Regions from separate parts of the Hordeum vulgare genome. Here region 2 is linked to region 1. Evidence: chromatin contacts called from public Hi-C data. All regions are on one chromosome and are shown on one strand. Each heading gives the region's core, a stretch centred on a gene start, on an enhancer-like site or on the middle of the called end of the contact. The rest is flanking DNA. Distances are from core to core; before and after follow the strand shown.

Region 1 (6,024 bases), core at 907-3,406:
CAATAAACATAAAACTCTCTCGGGGGAGGAAACGCGGTTCCGGGTGCCTGCTTTTTTATGTTGGCTTCCAACCTTTAAAATTGTATATCTTTTAAATGAGAATTCCAAATTAAGCTCTGTTTACATATTCGTGTTTCTCTTAACCACCGCTTTCAAATAAGATTTATTTTGAATATATTTTGATGACTTATAAATGATAGGTTAAGTTTCAATGTTGAAACTTAGTATGAGCGACCGGATAAAATTAATTATTTTGTGTCTACAACCGACAGAAAAAATAGCTTGAAACTATATTTGTGAAAGTGGTTGAAACTTGACAGTTTTAGATGCAAAAACCGTAAGTTTCATTGTTGAGAGTTAAAACTTTTTGAGGGATTTTCCTTTTTATTTTTCCCTCGTGCGGGATTGAACTACCATGGAGATCACGAGGCAAAACAAACGGGCGGCAAGACTTGACATGTGAGTGTCCCCGCACTCACGTGCCCCTGCACATTTGTGAACTCTCTCGGCAAGAAGTACCAAAACATAACAAGTTGAACGTTCTCTTGCTATATATTTACCTTTTTCTTGTTGGTTGCATCATTTGGTGCAACAACATTTGCAAAATAAGAGCTTCTGTAACTGGACGTCTCATATTCGTTCCAATCGCCTAGTCATTGAACGGACGCAAAATGACCACAAAACCGGACCCGTTAAATCTGGCTCAAATGCGTGGACTGGCCGACACTCCCTTTATCTAACCCACATCTGGGCGGATATGAGACGTTCAGAAGCATCCGGACATGCCCGTCATGTAGGACCAGATCCACCTGACCACACATAAATTAGACCCTCTCCGCACTCCGCATGAAAGCCTATCCTCATTGCACTCCACTCCACTCGACTCCACTCCCCTCTGTCCAAAAGCTCTCGTCCTGCGTTCTTCGACATTCTCTGGCATAATGGGCAGCGGATCCGAGTCCTAAACCTCTTAATTCATTGACCCAAAACTTGTCCGAGATGGCCTTGAGGAGGAGATGGCCATCTGCCTTGCGCTCCATCGCTCCCGGGAGGAGTCTGCCCAACGACAACGCTGAGACTGCATTTGACGGGAATCCCTTGCGTCCGCCCAAATGACGCATGGATCCGGAACCACGACAGTCCATGCTGCCTCATCGGAGGTGCTGCGGTACATCCGGCGTCCAAACGTCGTGGCGGATGCGCAACCCCTCCCTTGGCGCGCTGAATTGGAGATGCACACACACTTCACGTCCAACGCAAATATGGTGCGGCATGTCCGATATGGAAGCACGGATATCGACAAAGAAGAGTAGGGCATGAGAGACGGCTGCGTCGCAAGTCCCGTGAGCTGATGTGTGTCCCATGTTCTACTCGATCTGTCTGACGATCACGTCAACACTCCGAGGAGCGCACTGGCCACCGGACATGGACATGGCCGGGACAACAAGAACGGTCGCTGGTGTAAATTTATAGTTTTAGGGTACATGTAATGTAATCATATGGATTTGATGATTTCTAAATAAGGTATCCGTTTGTGGAAATATTTTTTTATGTGCTGACCAGTCATTGTTGGACGTTCACGGGGAGGAGGGGGGAGGATTTTGTGAGTGGTTGTAGATGGGCAGAATAGAACGTACGTTGTCTTGTACTGCAACCGATTGGCATGCATGTCAGCATGTACATTACTCCGTACTAGGCTATTGGAATCAAGTAGACAACGTGCTAGCTGGTCTCCAAGCTCCACTAGATAGGAAAATCATTTTTTTGGGGTAAAGTATAGCTTTATTACGCGGACAAGTTGGGCAATTCGCCCATTTCAACAACAGCGACCTGTTCAGCTACATCATCTTCCCATAGGAAGGCCCCATTGGCATTACATTGGTAGCCCAACTTCCCCAGCTGATTACACACCCGAATATCACACTTGGAGAACCACAGACGCCGCTGCACCTGCAGGTCTCCACTCTCCACGAAACGACGGAGATACGTTATATACTCGTACATCATTCTACATGGAACACTATTATTACTCACGAAATATCTGGGCCACAAATCATGGCGCCGTGACCACAAATCTCCCTATGGGGCCGTCGAATCACGAGCCATGCAAAGGGAACGACAATTATTGGCGCGACCCTCATATCTAGCTTCAAGCTAGCTAGAAATGGAAGAGATGAAATGGACGGGTGAACCATGCGTGTATGTCTGGTACTTAGGAAGAGCATCTTCTTCCCACCAGTCACCACTAAATTGGCAAGAAGTATCTTGGGCATCGGATGGCCACACATTTTCGACTGGCCAAGATACATGTGATTGCAACACACAAGCACTGAAAATATGTTGCCAACCACACTATGGTCCTGTTTCTTTGGGTTTTTTACTTCTGCTTTTGCAGCCTTTTCATTTTGACCAAAAAAACAAGAAAATTTATAAATTAGAGCTTTTATGACTTTTGAAACTAAATACTGTTATATTGATTCATAAGCAAAAGCTGAAGCAAAAAACACCTATTTAGGAGTTTTTATGGATTTTTGATCAAAGTAAAAAGCTGCAAAAGTAGAAGCAAAAGTTCAACCAAATAAGGCATATGACACTACACTACCTTGAGATTTGGTGTCATACAAGCCGAAAATTCGCAAGGGACACAAGTTAGGGGGCACACACATGCTTAGCCTTGTCGGGCCGCACGATTGCTCCGTGATCTGAAAACTTGTTTGACTCCTTACATGATTTTAAGTTTTATTTTCTCAAACTTAGTGAATTTGTCTTTTGTTTGTGTTAAGTTTCAGACATACTTTATGAAGTTTCTAAAACTCTTAAAATGTATTCAAAAGTGGTTTTATTTCAAATCCCTCGTTACAAGGAACATGAATATGCAAACAAAACTTAAATATAAATTTTGGTTCAAAAGATATAACAGATACAAATGTGAAAACCAAAAGATAATTGAGGTCGATGTGTCCATGCATGCATGCCATAAATCGCCTCCCTCATACAATCCCCAAACCTCATAATCAATTTTAACTTCTCAAATTTTGAGGAGTTGATTTTTTATTCTTCCAACACCCTTCCCTTATGCTAAACTAACAACACAATTGGACCCCATATGAAACTCTCCCACATCTTGTTCTTCCCTCCTTTCTCAAAAGGCCCCTCCGGCCACAACCCTCGCCCACATCGTGTCACCAACGTCTGCTAGAGCCCTTTCTCGCAACATGCCCGTACATCACAACCACCCACCCACCCCCGCGTATCCAGTCTCCTCATCGTCCCACCGGTGAGACGCCTAAGGCCATCCACCGCCTAGAGGAAGCGCTCGGCCTATCCGATCCACACCGTCGCCTGGAACCATGACATCTCGTCCTCCTCACCCCCGCGAGCGCGGACACCTTGGAGTCTCATTGAGTTAGTGATGACCCACAAGTACAGGGGATCAATCGTAGTCCTTTCGATAAGTAAGATTGTCGAACCCAAGAAGGAGTAGAAGGAAATGATAACCATTTTCAGCAAGGTATTCTCTGCAAGTGCTGTGAGTAACAATGATAAATAGTTTTGTAGCAAGATAATTCATAACAAGTGACAAGTAAAAATAGTAGGAAGTGTGCAGCAAGAGATCACAATCCTTTTTATAGAAAAGGACACGCCTGAAAGTACTCTTATATGAAGCAAACACTCCCAAGGACATGGGAATTTCCGTCTAGTTATGTTCATCATGTTGAGTTGATTCGTGTTTGTTACTTTCATAATTAGATATATGGTTGGGCCGGTGGTAAGGTGATGTTATTACTTGAACAAACAACCCACTTATGATTAACCCCTCTCTCAAGCACCCGCAACTATGATAAAGAATTAAGATAATTCTAGCCATAGCATGAAGCATATATTTACAAATCAGCCCCTTATAAAATAACGCATAAACTAAGGTTTAAGATTCCATTAGTCTAGCAACCCATCATCTACTTATTAGTCCACAATGCCTTCCCTTGGGCCCATAACTTTGTCAAGTGTCGTGTAGTTGACATTCAAACGACACAACTAAGAGAAGCGACAACGTACATATATCATCAAAATATCGAATTAATACCAACTTCAGATGATTACTTAGAACAAGACTTCTCCCATGTCATCAGGAACAAAAGTAACTACTCACACATCATCAACATGTTCAAGATCATAGGTGTAATAATGATGATTAATGATCTGAACATATTATCTTCCGTCAAATAAACGAACCAGCATCAACTTACAAGATGTAATCAACAATATTAGTAGCCCACAGGTAACAATCTAAGGTTTTGAGACAAAAATTGTATACAAGAGATGGACTAGGGTTTTAGATGGGATGGTGCTGGTGAAGATGTTTATGAAGATTGGTCCTCCCACGAAAAATAAATCATTGGTGATGACGATGTCTTCGATCTCCCCCTCCAGGAGGGAAGTTTCCCCGACAGAAACACTCCATCGGAGAGCAAAAGGACCTATGCCCAGGTTTCAACCTCGAGACGATGACGCTTCATCCCGAAACTCTCTTCTTATTTTTTTTCTATGTGAAAACACACCTTATAGCAGAAGAGGGAGGCCGGGGCACCTGCGAGGGGCCCATAAGCTAACATGATGCATCTAGGGGGTGGGCGCACCCTATGGGCTTGTGGCCAGCAGGTCCCCCCCTCTGGTATAGTTTTGGCCCATTAATTCTCATATAATCTACAAAAATTCTCCATGAAGTTTCTGGTCATTTAAAATCCAATGAATTTTCACCCTTTTTCTTTGTTTTGAGGTCCAGAATTCCAGTTCCGGGTAATTTCCCTCTTTATGGTGTACCTTGTAAATTCAGAGAGAAGAATCATAAGAATTGTATCATAATGTGGAATAATGGGCAAGAATATAATAAATATTAATAGGCAATGATGATGCAAAATGGATGTATCAATCACCACCATATGCACCTACATCATGGAGCAGCACGAAGCACACCACTCACTGTGATGTGGATGTTGTCTTCACTTAGCGCTATGCATTTACTATTGTGGTCCTCAGCTAACAATGATTGTGTGGAGCGGTGATGAGGACATGACTACCTTTGATATTATCATAATCATTGCATATGCGTATTTATTTGAGGTGATTTCTGATAAAAGTCATGCAATAATTTATTTATGTTATCCAGAACAAAAATTCTTCACCTGTTTTTATTTTATTCCTAAATGCAGAATGGCCGAACACTTGTATGAATAATGTGTGATGACAAGGGAAGAGGAAATGATTGGGTGCTATTCAAGAGGTCCTCTCATGTCAAAGGAAATAATTAGTTGTTGTTCAAGAAGTTTTCTCATGTCACTTTTAGCCCAAGAGAAGATAGAGTCCAAGTCTTTCATATTCTGGAATCAGATTCGGACTGCACACACATACCCGCACTATTGGAATCACCTTCAAATTCGTTCGGAGCATGGAGATATCGTCCAAACAATATGATGTTGCACCAGAATCCGAGTCAAACAACAAGTTCAAAGGTGTTGCATTACCTCCACTTGGGCCCATAGGCCTTGTACGACCTAGGGTTAGTTTTAGGCTGCCTTGGGACGTCCTCCCACCTCCTTGGCCGCCACCCCTTGCTCCTATATAAGTAGATCAACCTAGTAGTTTTTTTTGCTTGGGATTTGTTTAGTTAAAAGTTAGCCATTGCAACTTCGTGTACTTCGTTTGTGTCCAACGACCAGACTAAGACCGCTTTCAGATCCCCACCCTTATCAATACTTCATACATATTCGCAATATTCAGATTGCATTATCATATTCTTGCTTGTTCTTTGATTGCTTGCAGGAATAGACCTTCATGGCCAGGTTGATCGTGCTCCAACGTGGTCAATAATCTCTTGGAGGTTGGTTTAGCGATTGCTAAGGCGCAACGTCGTGCACGTTTGTAGTCGGATCATCAAAGTCTACTCCACCAAATCGATACCCACGATCTCACCAAAAGATCGGGACACCGTCGCATCTCCATCAAGTGGCTCTATCAAGTGGTATC
Region 2 (6,024 bases), core at 899-3,398, 340 kb after region 1:
TGGACCATGGCGAGCGACGATCTTGACGGCGGCGACAAACTGGTGCCATAGTTAGAGGACTTACCAGACTGTTGACTGATTCGCCGTCCCAAAATGAGGTTGGCAGATCGTTCGAGTAGACCATGGCGAGAGACGACCTTGACGGCGGCGGTGAGCTGGGAGCACAGGGAAGGGGACACACGCGAGAGTTCTCCCCGAGAGAATTAAGTGCAGGTGGGGGGGAGTGCGGGTGAAATTGAGAGAATAGCAGGGGTTTTCTACAAAAGTGCGGGCCAGGACCGGTCCAGCCACCTGGTTGCCAATTGGCACATTGGGATTGGCCCAGGACTAAAATGTCACATGTAGTGCAAGCTATGGGATGGCTGGGTCAACTTTTGCAAGTTTTGGACCAAATAATCACATTGTGAGCAAGTTGTAGGACTTGGGGTGCTTTTAACTCCTATATTAGTGCCCCATAGTTCATTACCTTGTGGAGTATACGGTCCTAGTAACCTGATTGCTTAAGTCATGTACTAAATAACATCACTGTTGATCTCATGTCCTAGGATGATGTCATTGTTGACTTCACAGTAAAATAACAAAAATGACTTGCCAACTTACTCCTTCTGATAGGGTTTGATCCACGACAACAACCAAAACAATTAGGTAATTGTTGTGAACACAGCATACTCGGATGATTAGGTTCCTTATGGTGGAGCGAACCCACCGGGGTTCAAGTCCTAGACTTGACATTAATTGTTGCATTTTTCTGGATTTATTTTAAACCTTCTGATAACGTGTGTTTATTGGGAGAAGACGTTCCCGTCAACTCCTAAGTTGTTTGTGACGACTTCGTCATTCTCAAGATGATGTGTCATCTCAGTGTCTCGGAGATGTTCATAGAGGTACATGTGAGTGTATGTGCCTATGTATGAGCATCTAGGTTTGTACGGTGTTAAAAACTGAAATCCATAAAACCTAGCTAATTGCTCGTGCATTGCAATGGGGTCATACATATTCTAGTGGTTCAACATTATTTGTATATGGCATATGCCTTACACCTATCATATTCTTGATTTTGGTAAGATCTAATTTTATTTGAGTATGGCTAGATGAATACACAAAAACTTTTTGATTTAGTTTAGATTTGCGTAAGATTTGATTTGATTTGGGTATTCATAGGGGAAAGAAAGGAAAGTTTTGATTTAGTTGTGATTTCAGAAAGATTTGATTTGATTGAGTGAGCTATTGCATGACGTGATTTTAGAAAATTCTTGATTTGGTTTAAGATTATTCTAGGTTACTCTATTTATGTTAGTTTTATTTTTGTTCAACATTGGTTGAGAGTACAAAAAATCATGAGAAAACCAAGGAGATAGTGGGGGTGTGGGAGGAAAAAAATCGAGGGGGGTGGGGAGAAAACGGGGCCAATTTCCCTTTATAATGTACTGAATGACATCACTGCTGATCTCATGTCCTAGGATGGTGTCATTGCTGACTTCAGTGCAAAAAAAAAAACAAAAATGAGTTATCGGCTTACTTCTTTTGAAAGGGTTTAACTCCACGATAACAACCAAAACAAGTTAATTAATCGTGCATTGTAACGAAAACATGTCAACACTAATTATATGTGACATATGCTTTACATCCATCAATTTACGAGATTTAATTTGATTTGAGTACGAGAACGCAATAAAAAAAGTTTTAAATTTAGTTGAGGTTTGATAAGATTTGGTTTGATTTGGGTACCATACAGAAAAGAAAGATTTTTTTTAATCTAGTTGTGATCCGGAGAAGATTTGATTTGGTTTGGTTGAGTTAATGTTGGATGTTATTCGAAAAATGTATCGATTTGGTTTAGGTTATGTTACTCTATTTATATTAGTTTTATGCGGTATCGGTTGAGGGTAAAATTCAACTGAAAACCAAGAAGAAAGAGGATGGGTGGAAAGGAAAAAACCGAGCAAGAAGGCGAGCCAAAGGAACCAGCTCTCATTTTTGATACGGTAGTACTAGTAGAGATTGACAGAGGATCCCAGGTGCTCCACAAAAATATCCCGAATGAGTCCAAAGTCTGTGACATGCTCAGATCTGGCAGCACGTACCCACAATCTGCAGATATTTCGCCTCTCCTCCTCTTCTTATACCCTGCCACTCACACTCCCCCTTATCATCAGTCTCCGGTCTCCACCCATCTCAGCAAAAAAGAAGCTAGCACAGCTCCACACACACCATGGCAGCCATGGCCACCACCGCCTCCAGCCTCCTCAAGAGCTCCTTCTCCGGCGTCCGCCTCCCGGCGGCGGCCCGCACCCCGTCCTGCGTTGCCACCCCGCGCGCCGGCGCCATCTGCAACTCAATCTCCTCCTCCACTCCTCCCTATGACCTCAACGCCTTCAAGTTCAGCCCCATCAAGGAGTCCATCGTATCCCGCGAGATGACCCGCCGCTACATGACCGACATGATCACCTACGCCGACACCGACGTCGTCATCGTCGGCGCCGGGTCCGCGGGGCTGTCCTGCGCGTACGAGCTCTCCAAGGACCCCTCCATCAGCATCGCCATCATCGAGCAGTCCGTGTCCCCCGGCGGCGGCGCGTGGCTCGGCGGACAGCTCTTCTCCGCCATGGTCGTGCGCAAGCCGGCGCACCTCTTCCTCGACGAGCTCAACATCGAGTACGACGAGCAGGAGGACTACGTCGTCATCAAGCACGCCGCGCTCTTCACCTCCACCATCATGAGCCGCCTCCTCGCGCGCCCCAACGTCAAGCTCTTCAACGCCGTCGCCGTGGAGGACCTCATCGTCAAGGAGAACCGCGTCGCCGGAGTCGTCACCAACTGGGCGCTCGTCTCCATGAACCACGACACACAGTCCTGCATGGACCCCAACGTCATGGAGGCCAAGGTCGTGGTGAGCTCCTGCGGCCACGACGGGCCCTTCGGCGCCACCGGGGTCAAGCGGCTCCAGGACATCGGCATGATCCAGGCGGTGCCCGGGATGAAGGCGCTTGACATGAACACGGCCGAGGACGCCATCGTGCGCCTCACCCGCGAGGTCGTCCCGGGCATGATTGTCACCGGCATGGAGGTCGCCGAGATCGACGGTGCCCCGAGAATGGTACTCCTAAATTTTGCTTTTATAATTTATACTGTACACGACACGAGTCTCCTTCTTAGAAGAAGAAGAAAGAAGACGAATCACTCACGACTTGTGGACTGACCGGATTAATTTCTGTTGTCTTGTGGTGGCGGTTGGTTATAGGGCCCGACCTTCGGCGCCATGATGATCTCCGGCCAGAAGGCGGCGCACCTGGCGCTCAAGGCCCTCGGCCGGCCGAACGGCATCGACGGGACGCTCAAGAACGTTACCCCGGCGCTGCACCCGGAGATGATCCTGGCGGCGTCCAACAACGCCGACATCGTCGACGCCTAAGCAACGAGCTGGTGTTTGGGGGCAACAAATCAATAAGATGGTTCGGTGAAACAGAGGATGCTTAGGGACGAGGGCTTGCCTATGTGATTTGTCAGACTCGTGTTTAATTCCGATGTTATCTTTAGTTTTCTTATGTTAGTGTATTTTGTTCATGTCACTGCCCGCCATGTGCTCTGCTCTGCTCTGCCCCATGTCAGCTCCATGGATGATGAGTCCTTCTGTAACAAGAGGGAATAAAAAGGTTGAATCTATGACCCTGATTGGATACTTAGCTCGGTTACAGGTTAAAGTTAGATTTTAATCCTGAATTAATTTTAAACTAACTTTAACTAAAAAAGTGTTTGAATGGCAGGGTTAGATTATCAATAATTGTATTTTTTTTCTAATCATTCGACCCCTTTAACTAGGATTTGGTGCGGTGGAGATGGAGGAAAAATAACTTTTTCTAAATCCCAGCTAACTCTAATTCAAATAAACACCTATTGGGTGGGTTAGTTCTTTTAATGAATTAGATGCATCTAACCAATTTTAAACCTTTTGTTTGAATGTTTTAAGATTAGTCCAATCTAATTTACTAACTTTAATTCTAACTCATTGATTCAAACAGGGCCTATATTATTGTGTGAACTATGTTTACTTCATGGAAGGATCGAGTTTTCCCTTTTCAGCTTCCCGTGAGCGGTGACACATGAATCAACAACCAATGTACAGACAAATATGTACCTGTAAAATGAGTTGTTGATTAACAACCCACACACACCTGTAAAATGAGTAGTCATTAAAAGTGAGTTGCGGGTTACACATGAATCAACAACTCACACCTGCATTTTTACATATACTACTCATATACTCGTGGGTTGGGATTATGAGTAGTCATTAATCATGGGCAATAAAAGTGACAGCTGTTCCCGTAAAATCCGATCAACGATTATGTGGTGATTAATTAGTAGTCATTAATTGCTATCATTAAAAGTGCCAACTGTAAAATCAGACCCATTAGGCTGGCCATAGTGGGAGTAACTTAAGTGGTAACATATACTTGGGATTAGCAAACATGCTGATGTGGCAGATAATTAAAGAAGAGAGAGAGGGTTAGAGTAACATAGGTAGATACCATAGCATGTTAAATGTTATGCTACTATGTGTCATGCATCCCAATAAATGAGGTCATCTATGATACTAGTTTATGATACTATGCATTATAGAGGTAGTATCATACAATAGTATCATATGCATGATACTACTCCCTCCGTCTCGGTGCATTAGGCATTTTAGGAGGTGCACTGCAACCTAGGCACGCATAGATTGGGTAGGAGAAGAAAATTAAATTGCAGAGGAAGCCAATCACATCATTCCTTTCTCAACTGAAAACGTGCTATTAATTAGAATACCTCTTGAAATCCAAAAAGTGTGCCGCATAAATTACATGCATTGGTCCTTCAATTAATAGATGTGGTCTAATTAATATGCATGCAACTAGTACTACTCTAATGTGCCTTAGTGTTTTGGGATTATTTGATTTTCGTAAGATACCTAATGCACCGAGACGGAGGAAGTACTATATGATACTTCCCACTATGACCAGCCTTAGCACAATGGCTCATTGCAGCCGTGCAATCACAATATAGATACGGAATTCGTTACAGGTGTTTCCTCCTACTGTTGTACTACTACAAGAATATGAAGATCTGAGGCCCGCCACTCGGTTCTGTTTTTTTTAAGTTAGCAGGAGAGCTGCTAAGATTCCATTACAGAAGAAGAAGCCCGATGGCTGAAACTGCTCGGTTTAATAAAGGAAAACCGGACGAAAACCTGTAGAAAGGACATACAACACCTAGCTAAACTAGGTCTAAAGCACTACATGACATACACAAGCGGCAAAAAACCAAACAAACAGCAGGAACATCAGCGATACAAGCGGCGTCATCGTACATCACCAACCGCGCTCACGGCCCGACGACTTCGACTTCGCTGCAACATCACACAAAGGCACCAAGCTATCACATCGATCATGGCGGCCACAAGCATGTTGAACAGCTTTGTCAACACCGGAGAGAGAAGACATATCCGTAGAGGAGCAGACATGTGCCGCTCCGGTAGTAAGAGGACGCCAACATGACTTGCTTGACGTTGATTGCATGCCAAGAGTGCTCCAATGCCCATACACCGCCCGCCAACTGCGAGCCCCCAACTGACACGCCACCACGACCCAACACCATCCTGTCACCGCCAACTCCGGACCGGGCATTGTACCACACATCTTGTGCTCCCATCAAGAAGTCAAATCTCCATAGCGATGCTTCCAACAAAGAAACAACGTGAAGGACGCCGTCATCACCGATCCAATAAAGCAGATCTAGGTTTTCAACAAGGAAACAACACCCACGGGGGTTCTCATCACTGACCAATAGCAGGATTTTCATCCGTAGAAATTGCAAACCTACGTCGGGAATAGCTCCCGGGACGCACCCACCAGCTGATCTGGAGCTACCCCTCCTCACATCCAGGCCAGAGCATGACAAAGCATCAACATCCGCACCGCACGCCGTGGTTGGCACCACATCTCGACCAGCCACGGGCCAGGAAGGGCCCAGATCTGGACGGCCCCGCCC

What was found. A called contact is a pair of places that touch in the nucleus more often than the background predicts.
Region 2: a Hi-C map of leaf shows a contact between it and region 1, with 2.1 times the contacts expected there. The contact joins the promoter of LOC123408874 here to the enhancer-like site in region 1. A contact is called at or near these places in 2 of 6 Hi-C or Micro-C datasets (leaf and seedling).

The regions. Positions count from the first base shown.
Region 1 is chr7H:526,400,480-526,406,503 of MorexV3_pseudomolecules_assembly, forward strand. No RefSeq gene overlaps it. Among protein-coding and RNA genes, the nearest start is that of LOC123412363, 90 kb to the left of the region's middle. Within about 2 kb of position 2,157, at least 2 of the 3 cell types and tissues checked have open chromatin away from gene starts, as enhancers often do. A contact at or near this core is called in leaf, where this site is marked.
Region 2 is chr7H:526,742,181-526,748,204 of MorexV3_pseudomolecules_assembly, forward strand. It overlaps LOC123408874 (thiamine thiazole synthase 2, chloroplastic), which reads left to right and starts at 2,149. Exons shown (of 2, transcript XM_045101909.1): 1 at 2,149-3,097; 2 at 3,242-3,663. The coding sequence starts at 2,213. The coding sequence ends at 3,412.